Linked DNA regions of Mus musculus: region 2 is linked to region 1. The links are chromatin contacts, called in public ChIA-PET maps. All regions are on one chromosome and are shown on one strand. The core of a region is the stretch at or near the end of the contact, and the rest is flanking DNA. Distances in the headings are between cores, read along the strand shown.

Region 1 (6,722 bases), core at 2,967-5,466:
ATGTAGCTTATTTGTGTGGTAATGATAAAGATGTGGTATGATATGGTATGATATGAAGTCAAGTCATTTTTGTAACTCAGGAAAAGTATTGATTTGGAATGTGTTTACTCTTCTAGGTCTGGCGTGGAGGTTCTGTTTAATGAGCTAGAGATTCCTGTGGAAGAGCACTCCTTCGGGAGATCCAAGATATTCATCCGAAACCCACGGACAGTACGTACCTTTACACTCTGACCTTGAATCCCTCCCGTGCATGTGGCCTAGTTGGCGAGGCACCACAATCAAAATCATATTCTTTTATCTGAGTGAAGTGTCTTAGAGCTGGAGCAAGTAAGAGATGGTATTTGTATAACACCAAAGCCATCTGATAGATTGTACAAAACTTAAGAAGTGAAGACAAGCCGGGCAGTGGTGGCGCATGCCTTTTATCCCAGCACTAGGGAGGCAGAGGCAGGTGGATTTCTGAGTTCAAGGTCTACAGAGTAAGTTCCAGGACAGCCAGGGCTATACAGAGAAACCCTGTTTCCGAAAAAGAAAAAAAGAAAAAAAAAAAAAAAAAGAAATGAAGACAAATCTATTGTATCAAACCTCCCTCTTCCCTGATTCTAATTTGTAGCAACTGGAAGGATCCATCAGTGTTTGCAGCCTCTTAGTTACACAGTAGTTTTTAGAATTCCAGCTCCCAAGGTGCTGGAAAAACATGGAAGGAAACAGTTTTCAAAGTGCATCAAATTCGTGGACCTCCTTAGAGTCTCTGGGAGTCTTTGTATAAAACAGGTAGGCATAAAGTATAATTAATATCACAAATGATTTAGTGATAGTGGGCATTTAGAGAGCTTGAGAAATACTTGGGTTGTTGAAGAAAAAATGGCTGCCAGTGTCTCTTCACAGAGCATGCATCTGGCCCTTTGTGGACCGATTAGCAGTAGTGCTTTCCTGGCTGAGCATGCTTTACTTGAGAATCTAAACCCCAGAGTGACCAGGATCTTCTATGAATCCATCAAAGTACTTACCTCATGCATCGGTGATCTATAGCATATATCATTCAAGTAGCTGTTTCAACATCCTGCAAATTCCTTTCATGTGCGCCATTAGGTTTAGACGACTTTGGCTAAGTCTGTCTATTGTTTTTTTTTAATTAGTTATTCCAACTAGAAGACCTAAGGAAGCAGCGGCTGGAGGACCTGGCCACTCTCATTCAGAAGATTTATCGAGGATGGAAATGCCGTACACATTTTCTGCTCATGAAAAGAAGCCAAGTTGTGATTGCTGCCTGGTACAGGAGATATGCGGTGAGTCTGTTGTTACAACCCGAGGCTCACTTCTCAACATTCTCTAAGTGCCTCTTGTGTTTGTAACTTACATTGCTAAAATTTCCCAACAGTCTCTGGAAATAGTTGTTACTCCTTTTTTAACATGGGAAAACAAGGCACCGGGCTGCTGGGTACCCTGCCCATAGCTGTCAGTGGCAGAGCATGGATTTGAGCCTAAGCATTTCCAGAGTGTGGATTTAGTGCTTCAGAGTACTTTGCTCTGATCTCCAGGAAGCATGTAGCAGGAAATCTATCTCTGGTTTTGCCAGCAGCTTGAGGAGACTGTGATCAGATCCTTTCACTCTGATGGGATCATTTCTCTAAAATTGCTGGCTGGCTGCGTACATTGTGCAGCATTGAAGATAGAGGACTTCTAGAGTGCCGGAAATCTCTTTTAGTACAACTATGGTCTGGCTAAAGGACTGCATTTTCGCTAGTCCTCGGATATCTGGCCCTACTGTGGAGGAGTCAATGATAAAGTATATTTGCTTAGTTAATATAGAGCGTCCTTTTGGAAACGTTCTCAGTTGGTTGGCTGCTTTGTCGGAGGCATCCCACAGGTCTGAGAAGGACCTGAAGGTTTACCTCCGCCACCATCCCGTAAATTTACTTAGGTTGTATTCTTGCAAATGAATCGCATTGATAAGAAAGATCACAGCTTATGAATGTCTTCATTCTTTGCTTCTGTGCAAAATTTTAAAAATGCATTAAATTTGCAGCCAGGTCTTATTTAGTACATGCTTCCCTCTGCTTCTGAGGAGACGTTTTTCCATAAGACAAAAATCAAGATAAAATCTATAGTTTCGTGAAATACATAATAGCATCCCCAAATTTGGGGAACCATTAATATATTTCAAAGATAAAAAGCTTGAAGTGTGCTTGGTCTTTTAGTGGGGTCTTTAGATGCTTGTTCTAATGAGGAAGATCACAGCCACCGTCCAAGTCGTAGAATGACTACACTCGAGGGCTGGATTTGTTCGTGTCCGTTCAGCTAAGACAAAGTAGACGGTAGTCATCCTGCCTGGTGGCTTCGGTCTCTCGCTTTCTTAGCCTTGCCCATTCTCGATGCTCTTTTCTGTTTGCTTGAGAGATGGAGGACCGACAGATAACCTGTCTTCAAGAAAGACTTTTTATCCCTGCTTATTTTGGAGTCATTAAAACATTTAAGCTTGAATGGGTCCTGAATTAATCTGTCTTAAATCCTACAAACAGCCTTAGCAGAGTGGACCCACAACCTGGATCCTGACTTTATGAAGTTCACCTTTAGCAAGGGAAAGTAGGTATCTGGGTATCTGTCTAGTTACTGTGATCAACACAGTAAATGAAACAACTTGGGCGGGAAGGGTGTACTTAGCATTCCACCCCCACATTCCAAGTTCATCATTAAAGGGAATCAGGACAGGAACTCGCACAGGGCAGGAACTCGGAAGCAGGAGACTATGCAGAGGCCATGGAAGAGTACGGCTTACTGCTTTGCTCTCCTTGATTTGCTCAGCTTTTTTGGAGGGATATTTCAAGCCAAAATCTATACTCCCGACCTCTCTCCAATACTTCTGAAGATCTGGATGAAGCCTAGGCTCTCAGATGTCATGAGAATAGCAATCAACTATCATGCGCCACAGTGAAAGGTTAACAACCTGACTTTAGTGTTTTTTAAATTCTTTGCATTTTCCTCAGAGTTGCCAATCCCCCCAACATCCATTCCAAACCAATAAAAACAGGAAGGGTATACTTTTCTTGGGAGAGCTCTAGCAGCTTCACTGTGTTAAGCCATCAACTCTATAGCAAGGTCAGTGGGCATGGAGCTTGTTGAGCCAAAGTGTAGTTGAGTGCCTTTCACACTGTTGACTTTTGACACAGCCTGTCCTCATGGGTGAGGATGGAGTTAGACTCACACATTCTCGGAGTTCTGTCTACACTTTAACTGATACCCTGATTTCCCAACTTGAAGTAGAGTAGGAATAGGAAATCTAAAAGTAACCTGATGGTTAGAGGTAGGCTGACCCAGTATGGTGCTTGGTGAAAATGATGCCAAGAAGAGACTACTCTCAAAAAGTAGGTGCAAAGAAAGCATATAGGTCAACTCAGAATGCTCTGTTGATGGTGGGCAGTGTGGGGAATGCTGCCTCCCAGCATCAAGCAGGGAACAGTCATTGGTAAGAGTGGAAGATCGGCATCCTTCATGTGGACTGCAGACTTACTGTAATAGTGTTGGACTATCTAACCTTTCAGTTTCTAGGGTTGTAGATGATCAGGCATCCACCGCTCAGAGTGAACAGATCCCCTTCTTTGGCCTTGCAAGGTCTACCTTTTAGCTATGCAGATATGACTATTCACAGCTCCCCTTTATTCTGCAGCAACAAAAGCGGTACCAGCAGATAAAGAGTTCAGCCCTGGTGATTCAGTCGTACATCCGGGGCTGGAAGGTGAGTTTCAGTAAGTGTGCTTTCTGTATGTGGGAGCTGGGGTTCTTCATAAAGGGTGACGTCTTCAGGCTCACTCTGCAGGGGAAGCTTTCTCATCTCCACCTGTTCTGTAAACAGCCTCATGGAAAGAGTAAATATTATGGGGCTGTGCAGGGAACCCTGGTGACCATGTCTTGGCTGCTTCCTTCTAATCCGCTTTATTTTTTTTTCAAGACTTTGTTCTCTAAGCAGGAAGTCCCTGAAATAACACTGTATATAATCTCAATATCCTCATGCCCAGTGGTTTTGAGAGAAGCACATTGTCTAGAAAGCTGTCTCACAGCCACTACCTGAGTCCTGTGGGTCTTAGCCACACATCTTTCCAGTGATGACCCCCTGCAGCTGCCTCATATTGTCTGAAGGCTCGTGGCTGTAGCCAGGGCTCTCATAAGAGGAAAGAGGGTCACGGGCACAGTTGCTACACTGGTTCCAGATCCTTCCAGCTAAGGCTTGGTTCACGGGTCAGTGAACTTTGGGCCACAGGCAAACTTCAGCCTGTGTTCTGGTTCATACAACCTGCAAGCCAAGAACGGTTTTTATGTTATGAACCATTGTAAACAAAAAGCAGAAAAGAGTTCAGAGCATGTGAAAAGTATATGAACTATGTATTTTAATATCCATACATAAAGACATGACCATGTTGATTTATTGTAGACTCTTGGTCCATGGTCCATAATAGCAGAGTCTGGTAGCTGTGATATTTACTCATCCTCTCCTGACCTCCTCTTTCACTGATACGCACGCATACGCGCGCACACACACACACACACACACACACTCTTCTCCTTTTATTGCCGTTTCAAAGCCTCACTATCTTACTTTTTACAGAAAAAGTTTATTGACCCCGGAACCCTCCAGTCCTACTCCAGGATTCTTCCGACTGCTTTCCTACCTAGAATGTTTTAGATGCAGAAGGGATACTTTGAGGTTGTGGTCAGTCTACAGCTTCTTGAAATGGTACAGGCTGGGCTACAAATCTAGTTGCATAGATTGGCCTTGGTGTAGGCCTTGCCCAGATTAAGGGCTTATCCAAGTCAATGTGGCCTGTGACCTGTAGGCTGTAGGCTCTGGGACTGGTCAGTTTATAGGATAGAGGCCCCCAGGGCAGGACCCAAAGCTTATTCCCAAGCCAGGTAGGTGCCTTCCTAGCTTGGGCAACTACTAAAAAGTCATCACTGGTGTGGACAAGAAACAAAAATCTTTTCATTTGAAAGGATAGCCACAGTGACTTTCGACAGAAAGAGCAAAGAGGCGTAGAGGACTTTTGGAGAACCATATAGAACGGAGAATGACTGTCTACCTTCTATGAATGGCAGTCTGCCTCGGTGTGGCCATATTGTCCCTGTCGTGTCCCACCCATGGTGGGAGTCCACCCTGATGTGCCAGTGTCTCCAGGCATGCACTGCTTTTCACAGCAGCTTCTCACTGGGCCATGTGCGTTTGCACTGTTACCTTTTTGGAAACTATTTTCTACTCACTGTTAAGTTAATTTAATTATGTGTGTGTGTGTGTGTGTGTGTGTGTGTGTGTGTGTGTGTGTGTGTGTGTGTTTGTGTGAGAGTGTATGAGTGTGTGTGAGTGTGTGTGTGTAAGTATACACACACACTCACACACACACATATAAACGGGTACATGGGCATGATTTCTCTACCATAGGCTCGAAAAATCCTGCGGGAGCTGAAGCATCAGAAGCGCTGTAAGGAGGCAGCCACCACCATCGCGGCGTACTGGCATGGCACCCAGGTAGACCAGAGGCCCTGAGGAGGGTGCGGTTGAGTTGGGGGTAACTGCAGAGCCGAAGACCCTCAGATTCAGGCAGAAAATGATTCACTGGCTTGAGCACGTTTGCCTCTTGCTCTTTGCAGCGTTTCGGTGTGGGTGGCGGCACCTGCTTTCGCGTTCAGCATCTGTGGTGACTGGTGTCTGTCTCCTTTTCTATCTCCATTGGGAAGCAGCAGCAATCTTCCCTGCCTTAACTCTTTCTGTAACTCCTTTTCAAACGCACCACAGGCGCGAAGGGAGCTGAGACGGCTGAAGGACGAGGCTAGGAATAAGCACGCTATTGCAGTTATTTGGGCTTACTGGCTTGGATCGAAGGTACTGGATGCACACTTCCCATCACTGAGCCCGGGAATGCTGCAGGAACCAACCCTGATCTCTAGCATAGCAGGGAGGAATGACTGCAGTTAGTAGTACCTCAGTGCATGATCTAGCAGCCAAATTAATAAAAAAAACGGGGGTGCTAGACAGTAGTATGCCGTGGAAGTTTTGGCATGCACAGAGCAAAAACCTAACATCACTAATAAGGCTCTAGCATAGATTTTTTTTTTAATTCTCTAAATTAACTTGCATGGTTAGTGCCCACTGTCTCTCACCATTGAATGCTGGCCAGATCTTAGGGATACTTGTATGCAGGGGCGCATGTGGAGAATGGTCGTTGAATTGGGGTTTGAATCAGTTTGTATAGTGTGTTGACAGAATAATGCCAGTAACGCATGCTTTACCAGAATTAATCCTTGAATGAAATTGCATTTCAGGCTGAATGTGGCATCTTTTGGTGACTGTAAGCCAATGGTGTCATGGGTACAGGGAAGGATCACCCAAAATTTCACAGAAATCTGTGTTCACGTGAGGCTAGCCATACTTGCCAGGGAAGAGTCCCAGGAATGCCAGCATTGCTGTTTGTTTTCAGAAGCAAAGGCCCCCCTGCAACTCACTGGCCCAGGCCGACTCTGGGCTCTGTGAGCATTCACACACCCCAAGGAACAAGAGATTTTCTAACCTAGAAAATCAAGTCATCTTTGCTTAAAATGTGTTAGAAACACAGAACTCTACCGAGTCGTGTGGGTTTTTACTAATGCCTACCCTGTCAGCATTGTAAGCCCATCTCTTGAGAAGAAGTCAGCCTTGGAGGCTCCACGAAAAGGTTCCCAGAGTCTGACCAACA
Region 2 (6,722 bases), core at 2,184-4,683, 120 kb before region 1:
GAGGTGTACAGGTGGCCCTTTGGCTGCTGTGAATGACAACATTTAGGGGACGTCCTGCCATTGCGTTGGTTGGAAGTTTAAGCGGAACTGTCATTCAAATTTAGTTAACATTTGTAAGTAGACGTGTTGTAAACGTAGGTTTTTAGGAAACATGTTTGGCATCACTTAAAAATTATTATGGCGTGCTGTAAAGGCTGATTTGTTGTCTCTCAACTCTTCATAAATCTCGCAGAGTGCAGTCAGTAAGAGTCGGGATAGCTTTGATTCTTAAATATAGTGTCACTTCTAACATTGCAAGGAAAAAGGACCCAGAAATTGATACAGAAAATGCTTCCAAATTCTAATGTGGTTGTTGATTTTAGTCAACTTTATGTGAATCAATACACTGTAACAAGTTAGCACATTTTTTTTTTTAATTCTTTTCAAATTACAAAGTAGCTTTACCCTCTGGATTTATATTATCGGGGTCTTTGGGGGAACATCCTAGCTATTTTTGTTTGATCGCTTCTCAGCTAGTAAACGTTCATGAGCTCCTAATGTAAGTGTATAAACATCTCTCCCTTTGTTTACATAGTTTATTAGACTTTATTTTAGTAGCTAGCTGCTCAGGAGTTCTGAATTTTCTTCCTAGGGACTTTCCTTAGCCACAGCTACGGAGCTATTACTGAAGCTGCACTTTCAAGGGTTGTACTTTTGCTAATATGTAGATTTACTAATTTGGAATTTTGATGTCATAACTAGGTTCTTTCACAACCAGATGGATTGTTAAAGGCGGCTGACCATTGTGTGGATAGCTGTAAGCACACAGAATCCGTGTGTGCCTGGGGAGCTGTGTGCTGGACTGTCCTGTTTATTTTATGCATATCTTTCTGTGGTGTCTGTAGTTAGACTTTTAATACATGTTTTTCATGATGAGTCTGAAACAGATAGCTGCTTTCCTTTGCTTCTGAGAAAATGACATTGAGATTTTTGTGGACTGGCATATGCTGGCTTTTCTTTCTTTCTTTTTTTTTTTTTTTAGAATATTCTTTAGAATTCCCCAAATGAAGGAAATCAGCCTTTCTAGAATTAATCATGGCAGCAATGATGGAAACAGGGACAGGAGACTATAGGAACAAACTTGGGGAGACTGTGTTATGTAGTTTTGTGGGGAAACTGAGGCTTGGAGAGGTAGCATTAGGCCTGAGCTATCATGGGCACACGCAACCGGATGTGGACCTTGGATCTTCTGGGTTTGAATGCTCTGATGAAGTAGTAAAGTGGGCAGAAGTCTTAAGGATGTAGCTTAGCGGTAGAGCACTGTTCTGGCATTCAGTGGTCCAGGCTTTGAGTGGACAGGTGGTGTAAGCAGAGGGAGAGGGCTGGCAGGGCACTAGAGGACTTTGGTGGGATTTTTATCCGGTGGAACAAAATGAGCTTAGTACCTTCTGATTAGTAAGTGGATTCTTTTGGAAGGGCAGTTGGTTTTCCCGAAGGCTGTACTCAGTTTAATAATTACTTGGTGCTCTTGGCACCTGTGGATCCGAAGGGGCCAATGACTGCTGTCAGCTTGCCAGTTATATTTGAGCAGTTTTACATTCACACTGGGGTCCCAGGGTTCGCCAATCTAAACATTTGACTCCTTGGAATCTTTTTTATCCGCCTCGAGGTAATGGATTGAGAAGTCTAAGAGTTATAATTAGCGCATTCCCTCGTACAGCTGAGTTTGTGTTTCTGGATGGAGCAGTGGTTTATGGTGTTTGGCTACCTTGTCCCTCAGGGATCGTAGCCCTTCAGACGTTAGCTCATTGATTCTTGTAACGCTGCTCCCTGTGAGTTGTGTAGCATGATTACAGGTTCCCTCTTAACACTAGTGTTCTGCATCTCCCGGGCTTGTGGAAGGCGAGGGACGCTTCGGTGGGGTGTGAGGAAACAAAGGGGGGAAGGACAGGATGTGGCTGTTTGGTGAGCCTTGATGAGATGTTCCTTCCTGAAGTTCCTGACATGACTTAGTGGACCTAACTCTGGGAAGTGACAGTAGGGACCTGGTGTTGGCTGTGCGTTCTCCTAGGGAATGTGTGCTAGTTACTTTGCTGCTGTCACAAAGTAAGTTGCAAGGGCTGCTTAAAAAAAGGGGAGCATTTATGTTGGCTCACCATTCAAGTGTGCAGACTGTCACAGAGAAGTCATGGCATGGTGGGGGAGGTGGACACACTGTACGCACAGTCAGGAAGCAAAGAGAGAGGGATGCTGGCACCCAGCTAAGTCTTGAACCCCCAACTCTCGAATGGTGCCACACAGGTAGGGTGTGTCTGATAAAACCAAAGCCAGAAACTCCCACTCTGACACTTCCAGAAGTTCATCTCCAGAGGATTCTAGATCCTGTTTGTTGGCAGAGAGAAGAACGGAGATTAAAGGTAGGAGTCCAGGAGAATGGAGGAGGTCTTTAGCAAATGAGGTGATTAAATTAGGTACCTGGACATCCTTGGGGAAAGACCGGTGGAAGAGCATGTGTGCTCTTAAGGTCAAAAGAAGAAAGCCGTTTCTGCTGCATTTCTTCTCTGCCAGTCTGTGTACACCTTGCTCTCGTCCTGAGTTTGGAGACCAGAAGTTGGAATTCCAGACGTGAATTCCATTGGATTACAGTCTGATTTTACTATTGCCAAGTTTCAGATGGATATACAGACTGTACCAGTATGCATCTGGGGTCCTTCCTTGTACCTGGTATGTCTCACCCTCAGCCTGTGGGCCAGCTGTGGCCCAGGAGAGCTGTGAGTATGGCCCAACACAAAACTGTAAACTCACTGAAGTATTAATTTTTTTCACAGTCTCTTTTCAGTAACATCATTCTACTGTTTCCGAGCATGACCTTTGTAGAGGGCCTTGCATTGCGTTATCTATAGGTCATGTGCCAGGTAAACTATTTCTGCATGACTTGGATAATGTACAGTGAGACAGACGACATCTTACCTCTGGGTTGCTCTGAAGAGCTTGGCAATTTAGGACTCAGCTCAAAGGGTGTGCACATAACTACTGCAAGTGCAGGGAGGCTCTAAGCCCCTTAGCGTGGCCCATCTTTCCTGACTCTCGCAGAGGAGCAACCCTCTTGGAGCCAGTGCTTTTTCTGTCGGGAGGGAGGTTTTGCCTGGGATGTGATGCCTGACTCTCCACCGAGTCATTCTCGTCCATCAGGAGATAATGGTGGAGATACGCTGGTTAGTAATCTAAAACCTTCACTATCCCGGCACCTCAAGAATCCTTCTAATTAGTCTAGATGATATGTTAGTCAGATTTGCTTTCCACAGCTGGAAACAGCCTCCCTGCCTCCCAAGCCCCCATCTCTTTATGAACTGCAAAGTCTAGATGCTGCTTTCCAGTCCCCACAGCCTGCCTGGGAGTGAGCGAGTGGACATTGGCTCCTAGGCAGCTCTTGTTGATCAAGCTGGTTTGCGTGCTTGGGTGGAGACCAACCTTGACCTTGATCAGTGGTGATTCTGTCCACTTCTGGTTTTGCAGAGACACCCTCTGGGGTGTTAACCCTGAGATAACCGTAATGTCACAGTCGTACCCTTACACAGGGCTGTTGGCTGATGGACTTACATTTGTAGCTGTCTCTTTACTCTCAGGCCTTGTTCAAAGCTATTTGATCTTCACTGCCTGTTCCCTAGAACTCTAATGAAAGCCCTCTGAGCAGCAATTCAGTAGTCTTAGTAGAAGACCTTGGAGAAAGGCTGACAGTGGGCCTCCCTCCCATGTATTGGCTTTACCAGTGAAATAAAAGACTGGAAATTCAGCTAACTATAATTTGTGACATAAACACAGGAGATAGACACTACACATATAAATGTCTCTTAGCAAGCATGTTGGTAGGAGTGAAAATTAACATAGTCTGAACCTTGTCACAAATGATGTCAGCCCTCTTTCTCACATACATTGAACAACAGAAATCACCCCTATGGTTGTGTGGTTCACTAAACCCAGCTCTTTAAAGAACTACATGTGCCAGGACCTGTCTTGCATCCAGAGTGCCAGCCTGTCTTTCTCAGGGGAGGAGCAGGGACACACACTCACTCGGTATTATTGATTGGTGTGTCACAGTGCCTGAGATGCTGTGATGTCCACTGTAGACAGAGTTGGCTTAAGCAATGGACATTTGTTTCTTACAGCTCTGGAAGCTGGGAAGTTCAAAATTTGGTTTCTGCTGCGTCTCCTCTTGATGGCTTACAGAAACATTGGTATCCCCTCACATTTATGTCTTTTATAAAGACAAAATCTCCCTATGTCCTTCCTGGTGTCCTCTAGTACCTCAGAACCGGGAAATAGAGCTTTAGGTGGGAGAACACAAGCATTCAGTCCCTAACAGCTGGCTTGCTTGGAGTGTGCTACCTAGGATCGATGACTCCTCACACTGGGTTAAATCAGGCCAGGCCATGTTTAAGGCAAGAAGCTCAGCTGAACCTCCTGAGGCTCAGAACTGGAACTACCCCGGCATCTGAAGCTTTTCTGTCTGCCCCACGTGTTCTGTCTTCAGGAGTCAGTCTTTCCTGCAGAAGGGTGGCCTCTGCAAGGCTCCCCTAAATGACTTGTTCTCAGCATCTCCACCAATTTCTACGTCAGTGCTTGCAGCCCCTTGACTGTGGTTTGTGTGGCCTGGTCCCAGGCCCATGGAAGCCGGCACTGTTCCGACCAGAGTGCATTGCCCAGTTAGCTGTGGCCTGGATGAAGATGCTGCTGTTGGAGACCATTGGAAGTGTTGGCATGCTGTGTATTGTGTGGGGTTTGTCTTAGAGTGGAGGGACTTCAAGAGAGGAGATTAATGAGGAAGGCAAAAGAGTTGTGAGGGCATGGGTTCTCTGCCAAGAAATCTGTTTCTTTTTTTGAAGTAAAATATACATAAATGAAATTTATGAGTTTAGCTTTTCATAAGAATTCTAGTAAATTAAGGATTTAGGCCAATGTAAGCATCTTGATTTGAGTTTTTTTTTAATTTCTTGGTCATCTACATTTTCTTTTCTTTTTCTTCTTTACTTTCCTCTTCTTTTCTTTTCTTTTCTTTTCTTTTCTTTTCGATAGTGGGCACATACTTCTCTTAGTCATTAGAGAGGTCATTTGAAATGTCAAAAGTGGACAGTTTGGGTTGGAAGGTTGCTCAGTGAGTAGTAGAAGCATTTGCCACTAATTCTGATGATTTATTCGAGTTCCATTCCTGGCCCACGTGGTCAAACGAGAGAGCAGACTCCCACCGTTGTCCTCTGAGCTCTACATGTGTGCCCTGGCACGTTCATGTGCACACGAAATAAATGTCACCCAAAAACTTTAACATGGGGTGCTGTTAAAACGTTAACATCTGTTGCTGGTCCTGCTAAACTCTGGCTTCTGGGAGTGGTGTGGGGGGAGGGGAGAGAGGTTCTGTGATTGCTCCTGTGTCCCTAACTGTTCATACAGTGCCAGTCTCTTATCAGGATAAGCTCTGTTCGTGTTGCTCTAACTGAATAAAATGGACATTTAATCCACCCTCACTTCCACCCCACCCCTACCCCCACCCCCAGATGATTTTTGGTGCTATTTTAAAAGGTTGAAGAAGGAAATTCCAGTTCTCAGTGCTTGCTCCTGTTAGGCTCTGAACCTCGAGGTCTCTCTCTTTTGGTCTCTCTCTTGCCTTTGATTTGATGAGAGTTACTTTGTTCATGGCATTTCGTCCTATTGGCCCAGTTTTCTATCTTAAATGTGTTTCCCATGCCATTCTCAAAAGCATTAATGACTTCATTTGGAGCTACGTGCTTGATTTTATTTCCTGTCCTATTGTTGGTATTACGATTTTTGGAGAAATCCTCAAGTGGCTCGAAGCTCTTATCATTCTTCTGCCTCCTAATTGTGACCAAATTTGTACAGTGGCAGCTGTGAGAATGCCTGCCGATTGTTGTATGAATCAGACGTTAATAGTTGTTTGCATCTGTGTCTGTTGTTTGTATTTTATTGGATGCCTGCCGTGTACATGGGGAAGTGCCATAGACTTTGGGGAAATACCAAGGAATAAGACATGATTCTTACACTGAAGAGCTGAAATGGCCAGCAAACAGGGCCACTGTACCTGGAGGTTAATGAATAGAACCAGAGTCAGTTAAAGACATTGGTGCTGTTAGAAAGTACTCCTGTAGCTACTGCGGCTGGTGCAATAACTAAAGATGCTACAATGGGATCAATGTAGTTGCTACAATACAATTCTAAAATTCTATGGTGTTTTAAATTTCCTCTTTCAGTTAGCAAGCAGAAGATAACTTTTCAGTGTTTTCCTACTCGTAAGTTGTTTTTGGCTTTGCTGTAGAGGCTGTTTCAGATTTAAAATACTATGACTTAATATTCTTGTTACTCATTGAGATGTCAGCTCTAATTTGTTCATGCTCTTTCAAGTGCAGAAGTGTTTCCGCTTAAAGTATTCATTGTTGCTGGCCTGTGGTACTCTGAGGACTTCAATTCATGGTGGGGCCAATAAGATACCTTTTATTTCTGCATATCCTCCATTTCTTGTTAACTATTGATTATTGATTTGGAATAGCTTTCTGTATTACTGTTTTGATATTGGATGGTAGAGTGCTCATGTACTTCATGTGTTCTTCGGTCCTCATCTATGTATGTGGCTGACAGGCAGAGGGATGACTGCCCGGTATATGCAATATTCATAGTTGTTATGCAATATTCATAGTTATGCAAAAATATTCATAGTTATGGTGAGCTGCATGGTA

The links. ChIA-PET counts read pairs in DNA pulled down with a chosen protein or histone mark.
Region 2: an H3K27ac ChIA-PET map of liver shows a contact between it and region 1, with 2.3 times the contacts expected there. The contact joins two enhancer-like sites. A contact is called at or near these places in 1 of 15 datasets of contacts at CTCF or cohesin (the NIH/3T3 cell line), 6 of 484 Hi-C or Micro-C datasets (extraembryonic endoderm stem cells, liver, nephron progenitors and 1 more), 5 of 115 datasets of contacts at active chromatin or transcription factors (cardiomyocytes, embryonic stem cells, hepatocytes and 1 more) and 4 of 9 other capture datasets (adipose tissue, embryonic stem cells, liver and 1 more).

What each region holds. Positions count from the first base shown.
Region 1 is chr1:51,767,800-51,774,521 of GRCm38.p6, reverse strand. It overlaps Myo1b (myosin IB), which reads left to right. Exons shown (of 31, transcript NM_001161817.2): 19 at 117-210; 20 at 1,140-1,289; 21 at 3,668-3,736; 22 at 5,432-5,518; 23 at 5,786-5,872. Among named protein-coding and RNA genes, the nearest start is that of Myo1b, 140 kb to the left of the region's middle. Within about 2 kb of position 4,216, at least 15 of the 459 cell types and tissues checked have an H3K27ac peak or open chromatin away from gene starts, as enhancers often do. A contact at or near this core is called in hepatocytes and liver, where this site is marked.
Region 2 is chr1:51,888,927-51,895,648 of GRCm38.p6, reverse strand. All of the region lies in intron 1 of Myo1b (myosin IB), which reads left to right. Among named protein-coding and RNA genes, the nearest start is that of Myo1b, 24 kb to the left of the region's middle. Within about 2 kb of position 3,433, at least 17 of the 459 cell types and tissues checked have an H3K27ac peak or open chromatin away from gene starts, as enhancers often do. A contact at or near this core is called in hepatocytes and liver, where this site is marked.